Regions from separate parts of the Danio rerio genome. Here all the other regions are linked to region 3. The links are chromatin contacts, called in public HiChIP or PLAC-seq and Micro-C maps. All regions are on one chromosome and are shown on one strand. Each heading gives the region's core, a stretch centred on a gene start, on an enhancer-like site or on the middle of the called end of the contact. The rest is flanking DNA. Distances are from core to core; before and after follow the strand shown.

What was found. Hi-C and Micro-C count contacts between places; a contact is called where the count stands out from the background. HiChIP or PLAC-seq counts read pairs in DNA pulled down with a chosen protein or histone mark.
Region 1: a contact with region 3 is called in a Micro-C map of caudal fin, with 3 times the contacts expected there. The contact joins the promoter of zgc:165573 here to the promoter of clk4b in region 3. A contact is called at or near these places in 2 of 18 Hi-C or Micro-C datasets (caudal fin and hematopoietic stem cells).
Region 2: an H3K4me3 HiChIP or PLAC-seq map of embryo shows a contact between it and region 3, with 2.4 times the contacts expected there. The contact joins the promoter of mat2b here to the promoter of clk4b in region 3. A contact is called at or near these places in 2 of 4 datasets of contacts at active chromatin or transcription factors (caudal fin and embryo).

What each region holds. Positions count from the first base shown.
Region 1 is chr21:34,720,624-34,723,323 of GRCz12tu, reverse strand. zgc:165573 reads left to right here and starts at 1,299. Exons shown (of 3, transcript NM_001098766.1): 1 at 1,299-1,438.
Region 2 is chr21:34,766,807-34,769,508 of GRCz12tu, reverse strand. It overlaps mat2b (methionine adenosyltransferase 2 non-catalytic beta subunit methionine), which reads left to right and starts at 1,421. Exons shown (of 7, transcript NM_001013474.2): 1 at 1,421-1,559. The coding sequence starts at 1,530. trnav-aac (transfer RNA valine (anticodon AAC)) reads left to right here and starts at 975; the gene lies at 975-1,047. trnav-cac (transfer RNA valine (anticodon CAC)) reads left to right here and starts at 158; the gene lies at 158-230. The region is part of intron 1 of LOC100333843 (a long non-coding RNA gene); the gene reads right to left.
Region 3 is chr21:34,974,567-34,977,266 of GRCz12tu, reverse strand. It overlaps clk4b (CDC-like kinase 4b), which reads left to right and starts at 1,311. Exons shown (of 13, transcript NM_001329908.1): 1 at 1,311-1,417.

The DNA of each region.
Region 1 (2,700 bases), core at 50-2,549, 250 kb after region 3:
CCTAAATAAGACTTTTTCCAATAATAAAAAAATATATATTATATGAAATACTGTGAAAATTTCCTTGCTCTGTTAAACATAATTTGGGAATTTTTTAATAAAGAAAAAAAAAAATCCCAAGGGCTGATATAGTTTTGACTTCAACTGTATAAACAGTTATACACAGTTGAATGTAAAATTAGCTCTGCTGCTTTTTTCCTTAAAATATTTTTGATATGATGTTTAACAGGCAAGGACTTTTTAGAACACTTCTTATATTTTTTCTTAAGAAGAAAATCTCATCTCTGTAACAAACCACTGTTGTTCAATGACTTTCCTTAATTGGCCTACTATAATTAGGCAATACTACAACTGCACTCCAACTCAATTCAAAGATGATTTCTTGGACTTACTATTTTTTTTAAGGTAAGTGGCTGTAAACCAATTTATTTGGGTTGAATTTAAACAAACAAATTAAGGTAAACATTACTAAATTAAATTTGCTTGTTTAAATTCAACCCATATAAATTGCAACAATTTTTCAGAAATCATTTGTTTTCGGAGTGTGAAATATATAATTGCCCCAGATTTTTTTTTTTAAACAATCCAAATATACAAAAAAAAAAAACAAACAAACAAAAAAAAAAAAACAATGAGAAAATGTGTAACTACTGAAATTTATCAGATATACTTTGTATTAATGCATTGCTCAGGTGTCTTTTTTTCCCCAGACTTGAACTTAAACGGTCTAAAAATCTTGATGGTTCTGTAGACATTTTCTATCAACTCGGATTGTAAGGTCTTATTTTCTATTGAAATCGAGACATAATTAGCTTGGCCGTTATAGCAGCTTTTTTTTTTTTTTTTTTTAATAATTGAGTTTCTTTGGCTCTGTTTGAGATCATTGTCTTGCTGAAATATCCATCCTAGTTTCATCTTCATCCTCTTGGTGTTAGGACTGAAGCAGCTAATATTCATTTACATCAACTGAGAGATTTTAGCTGCTGTCTGGGCTTTCCATGAAAACAGCCAACTTATGTTTCTTTTTAATTATTTTGTTTATTTACTGCACACCATGTCACACAGCAGCTTTTAGGCACTGCTCACAGAAATGACTAGGAGGCAGCTTTCTGCAATAGAAACTCAATGGAAAGTGTTGGGTTGCCCCCTCCCCCGACGTAGGCGAGACCCAGTGGTGTCATCAAACAGGCGTGGTCACCACGCGCTGCTGTTTAGCGGTCAGCTGATATTACAGCACCACGAGTTATTTCCAATGGGACTCTGCGTGACATTATCGTGTGCGTTGTGACCAAATCGAGAAGCCCTATTTTGTTCGTGTTTGTTGCTTAAACGCTTTACAGCCGACTTCACAAATGACATAAACTAAGCAAAACACCGAAAGACCGCAGAGGAAGTACCAGGACAATCCGCTGAAAAGAAACTCGTTTGTCTTCCAAAGGTAAAAAACACTTTCTCCTGCGTTTTTTATTTTTAAATACATACGTTAACTAATTTATACATTTTTCGTCTTTATACAACTTGGTATTTAATGATAGCGAATCTGCTTGTTTGTTGGTTTTGTCAAACATTGACCACCTAATTATAGGCTTGGCAGCCTTCAGGGTCTTACCGCCCCTACACCTTACACTAGGGCTACTGTGACGCACGGAAAATAGTAGTTTTCCCTGTTTGACCACAGTGTTATAGTGATGATCGGATGTTGTATCATGTCATGTAGAAAAACTACAACGTAGTTAAACGTAGTTTTGTTTTGTTTTGTAAGTGGCTGTTTTCATATTGTGTCGTGTAGGCGATTAAGATCCTGACCTCTGTTTGGCAGAACAAACATCATCTTATTGTGAATGAATCCGCTGACAGTCGCCTGATTTTCATCAACCCATATTCTTATTTGAGGCAAATTGTGCTTTGACTATTACAGAGAGTGAGTATTGTTAGTGTGTTGGCCATAAATAATAGATTAACTGTTATCAACATCAGTTCTGCTGTGTCAGACCACTCATTTCAGCTAGAGTGTTAGTTTTATTATTAGTTATCAGGGTGTAATGTTATTCCTCTGATAATTTGATTAGACATTTACCCTTTAATTATCAGAGTAAGTTAGTGAAATGTTTCAACCAACTTTGTGTGTGAAATTGTGTTTTATAAGCCTATAAACTTGTTCACCTGCAGTTGCTGGTCTGATTTTTATCATGCACAGTTCAGATAAGTAAACATTTTTCATTTGTTTCAGTAAGGATGAGCTACTTCTAGAAATGCATGAAAGCCCTAGTGTGAATGGAGAGCATTTTAAAGGGAACACAGATTCCTAGTACTATTGCATTCTCCACACTCTTGGTAGTTTCCTTGGTTATTGATCAGGGTCACCAGTTTCCTTTTCTGTTTCCTTGTTTAGCCACCTGATTTTAAAAGGCGGAAGTAAGCTCTTTTTTTACAAATGTGTTAGACTTATACTTCCTTTGCCGCCATTGGTACATGACTAGGGATAGCTCAGATAACTCTGATCATAAGATTTTTGTTAGATTATTTCCAGTTTTGAATTTGGTATGGATAAATCTAATGTATATGCACAAATAATATTGTAAAGCATCGCATATTGAAAATAATAATTTAAAAGTAAGGTCAAACTACTTATGTATTCTGTAGTCTTTGAAAACACTAATTTGTATCACAAGACATGTCACTCTTTTAGTTTTGAATTGA
Region 2 (2,702 bases), core at 172-2,671, 210 kb after region 3:
TTAAGCATACAACCATATATTGCATAATGAAAAATTATAAAAATGTATTACCTTGCAAAAAAGCATTTAAATACCACCTGCACTAATTGTGAATAAATCGTTTCAGGTCTCTGTAACTAAAGGACATAGTACCATTACTCAACAGTCCTGACCACCAGTTTCCGTAGTGTAGTGGTTATCACTTTCGCCTCACACGCGAAAGGTCCCCGGTTCGAAACCGGGCGGAAACAACTTTTAGTTTTGCACTATTGGAAATCTGTTGTAACCTCAAGTGTGTAATAAAATACCAGAGGCTATACAGTTTCAGGATTGCAGCTACGGGGCTGCATTTTAGCAGGGTTCCCAATTATCAAATTCTCGGACTTTTCCTTGATTTTCACTAAGAGCCCATTTCTACAACAATTTAGATGAAGAGACTACAATGATTACAAAATAGAAAAAATACATGTGATAAAAATGATACATATTTTAGTTTACAAAAGCTATCTAGTCAACATAAAACAAGCTGCTGTTGTTCTTATACATTAATAATATAATAAATAGTGTTAAAATAAAAGCAATAATTAAATGTTTAATATGATAATACATATAACTTAATGGTTATTTACTTATGCTTTTGAAAAAAATCTCCCTCTATATATAGTATTTTTTGAAACACGACATTTATCTTTTCTGTCAACTACCTTTTAACGTGGAGTTTTAACACCCCATCTGATTAAAGTCACTACAAGTTGATAAGCATGAAAGGAATAAAATGGAGCTGAAAAATAGCCTGACCACAGTAATAGACGTAAAACAATATTCTAAATATTGAATAATGGGAACTAAAATATACTGTGCTAAACTAAAACCCCTGTTATTCCATGACAATACCCTGACCTTTTTAAAGTTCCATGATATCGCAGAAATAACATGAGCCGTGGGAACCCTGGGTTAAGGAGCTTGTATGTGTGTGTGGTTCAGCTTAAAACAGCGTTTCCGTAGTGTAGTGGTTATCACGTTCGCCTAACACGCGAAAGGTCCCCGGTTCGAAACCGGGCGGAAACAACTTATTCTTATTAAGTTGCTTGTTGACCTAACATTTTATAAATAATTTGTTCAATTAAATATGCTGCCTAAAAATTGGTGAACATGTTAACAAAACCTAGGCATGTACCACATATCTTCTTACCTATCTATAACAAAAACAATCAACACAATGTTATGACATTATAAAGTATATATATATATATATATATATATATATATATATATATATATATATATATATATATATATATATATATATATATATATAAACAAATTACTCGAATGTCTAGTTTTGTAATAATTGTGTAACGGTTGTATTCTCCTTAAGAACAACGTACAGTATTCAAAACAAAAACACATTCTTAACTAGGACTTTTATCCGTGTTGGGCTGGGACTTTTATACTGAAATCAACTCTGGCTGTTGCAGAACAAGAACTTCAACCCTCGTTTTCAAATACATGCTGAAGGCTTCACACTTCACACGCATTTAATCCAAAATATGCCTGGTTTTAACTACGGGGGTGATCAGGTAATTATCAAATGATTTTAAACGACTTGTGCGTGATGTTAATTTTAGCTTTAGTATTTGATCTGTAGAGATTAATCTGCATCTTTGTACAACGCTAATAAAGTCATATCCAATTCCTACATAAATGTTTCCTCGAAAGACTTGTATTTAACAGTAATCTGTATTCGTTTAGTTTAAACCCGTTTAATTTCGTGGCTGTAATATCTTTCTGCTATATTTAGATTCTGATAACGCATGTTTTGAGGAACTCTTTGTCATTCTACATTTGATTAAGGCATATTTTAAAACATTGTAAGTGCTTAAGTATTTCAATATATAATAATAATATATGACATTGATGATAGTCCTGTGTACTGGATCAGATAAAACAGCTGACGCGAACTAAATCGGAACTCAGCCGCATGAACTGCGTAAAAGTGCGCAGCGATGATGCGCCAGAAGGTTTGTCTTTGTTTGGGTTAAGTGCTGCTGTTTACACTGAACGGATGGGATAGAGATTCTCTGCTCTACATAACATAAACAAATGTCAGTGTTAAAGCGCGTATGGTTTACAGATCATATCGGACGCAGGCCTAATTTGACAGCAGGAGGCTAGCCGTTCCAAGAGGCTTTAAGGACTGAGTGGCGCATTTGAAATAGAGGTCTTTGCTCCAGGATATGATAGCTGTAGCCACACTGAAATGAGTATCAGAGATAAAGAGCTCAGCATACATTTTGAACCCGGCCACGTTGAGCTTGTCCAGGTAAGACTCTTGGTCCATTTTAAGGAAGTGCCTTCCATGGTTTGCAAGCCAAAACAACTTAGTTTATTTCAAATGAATGTCTCATGTTCCAAGCAGGCTTGGCTTGTGTAATGTTTTGTAATGCAAAAAATATTTACAAATGCTATGTTATGCCTATGACATACTTTTATTTTAAATGTTGATTGTGACAGAAGCGCAGATAAACGCAAACCTGTCTCAAGTCTGCCAAGTCTTCAAACTAGATAAATACGAACAATTTGATCTCAATACAGCAAAATGAACGAAACAATTAGTTAGCATGATGTTTAACATTGGCCTATTAAAACAACAGTGACATACTGCTGTATGCTCAGTGGCATTACATTTTAACCCGCTGTAGGTTAATCATATTAACAAGATT
Region 3 (2,700 bases), core at 62-2,561:
AGGTAACTTGCACTTCTGTGATGGCTGCATTAACACTGGAGAGTACATAGAGATTTTAAAGCACAATGTGTGCCCATGCATATTTCAACAAGACAATGCAAACTCACATTCTACACACATCACAAAGTGCGGGCTGTAGAGGAAGAGGATACAGGTACTTGACTGGCCTGCCTGCAGTCCTGACTTGTCTCCAATAGAAAATGTGTGGTGCATTTTGAAGCGCATTGATAAGCACTTAATTCCTAACTTAAAAGTGATTTACTTGATATATTTTTTAACCCTTAGATTCTAGATTTTCAAATAGTTTTAACTCTCTAAATATTATCTTATCCTAACAGACCATTTAAACTAGCACAAAGCTTATTTTTGAGATGATGTATAAATCTCAATTTTAAAACACACTATTGGTTTTGTGGTGCAGGTCACAAAATAATTAGCAAATGGATTAACAGAAACTATGTACTATAATTATTACAATAATTAATATGGCCTACCCAGAATATATTGTTTCAAACTAATAAGAATCGTAAATAATGTAAGGCTAACTTTGTTGAACTCTAATTTGTCAGAGCAGAGAAAAAGGTCCTATAATGCTCACCAACTCACTGTAAACGCTCTAGTTTCTTTGTGAACCGCTAGAGGTCATCAAACCCCGCCTCATATAAACTTTCACGTTTAAGTTTACCGTAAACAAAATGTTGCTTTTAAAATGTTGTTGTCATCAAAAGATGATCTCACAAATGTAGGTTTCTAGTAAGAAATTTTGTGACACATCCACTGCTTATTTTCATGACATTCTACACAATATCAAAACATTTGTATAATTTTACTTATGAAGATGAAGTCTACATATGAGCAATTCCGTGCAAATGTCAACCTTGCCGTGAAAAAAAGAAATATTAAATAACACAAAACCAATCAGTTTTGTTTCACAGAATTTCTACAAAGTATGTTTTAAACTAACCCGCACACTTTTTGTCACATCCATAATGTTTATTTTCCTCATTCAAAGTACAAAACATGTTTACAGATTGATGTTTTTTTGGTCCCATAACTCTGTGGTCAGTTGTTCTTGGGAAATATAAAGAACAGTTTCAATATAATGTTAACATATACTTTCTATGCGGTTTTATGTTTTGAGTTTTACATTAAATGTCACATCCATAGCGCTGGAATTGCTCATATACATGCACATGTAATTTACTATTATTATAGGATAGTAATATAGTTTAAAAGTAATGGCCATAAAAAGCTGTGACAAAAATATTGACTGTTCACCATTGACGTAACGTTACTCAGAAAACCTTTTCACCGGAAACGTTCAGTTGTGTTAGGCGGAAGTGTTAACACACAGTGCTAGAGTTCAGTCTGGAACGCAGAGTTTCTTATTTCACGACTTGAAAGTTACGAGTGAAAGGTGAGGATATTCTAAGTTTAAATATGTAACATAACACTTTATTTTACAAGTTTATTCATTACCTCAAGGCTGACATTAGGCGTAGGTGGCTTGTGGTCCCCTGTATGCTAACCAGCTAAGTTAGCCGCCCAATGCCAAAACATTTCCGAATAAACTGAATATTTGAAGCGTTTTGTTTTAATAAATGTTATTTTCATTCTTCTAGCTTCTTTAACGTTAACAATAAATTAATCGAGTATATGCACATTGTTTAATGTTGTAACCCTCCCGAGTTGGCAAAATCTGCCAGGCGGTGGCTAACGAGATTAGCTCTTTGTTAACGTTGCGAACAAACTAACGTTACGACTGTAAACAAACATCACACACAAACAGCGTTTATAACTTTACATGCTGATGTTAGTTTCAGGATGTGTACTTTTTGTTTTTAACGAGTCTTTTAACAGTTCCAAGTTAATGTATCGAGCAATAAATATTAATTATTAATTTCTGTATCACTTGCACTGACCACATTTACAGTTAGATTATTCATCTATATTCTACGTTAAAGTTTTTTTTCTGAGGAATATGTTCATATTTAATTTGCCCGATAACAAAAATTGTGTAACTGTATTTTGTCTGGCTTTAGGCTGTGTTTTCTGTTTTGTGTTATAGGAGCTTCTCAGGGCTCTCGAAATTTCAAAATCTCTGGTAACCTAGCCTTTCGAACAGGCACTCTTCAGTTTTTGCTAACCCGAATATACATTTAAGTAGCCCAAAACAGAAAATACATTATTTATTATATGAAAAACACAAATAAATAAAAAATGGCATTTGTTATAGAATGTTTATTTTTAAAATAACCAAAATATTATTTTAAGTCCCTAAGAAATCAAAACTAACCATATGATTTTGTTAACTCACATTACTAGTTTTGTAGTGAACAATTCATCAGTGCATGTCATTAAGGAAAAAAAAAATTTTGCCCTTCTAATCTTTAATTGAGATCTGTAAAAGCACTTCCTGGTTGTTTTCAGTTTATTTGTCAGATTACATATATCTCAGGAATTGGGCATGGCTAATATATTTAACCACGCCCCTTCAATTGTCAGTTTTGACAACAAACAGAAATGGTGGCAGGAGAACTCTGTAATTTGAGTTGTAATAACTCTCCCCAAACCCTTTCCCCAATCTTTCTGAATGAAAAGCCTACTTTCCTATTTCTATTCAGTTCCCAGTAGAAAAAAAACAAGCCACGCCCACTGTGTTCTCATTTAATATTCTGTTTCTCTAGAAACTGCTCACAA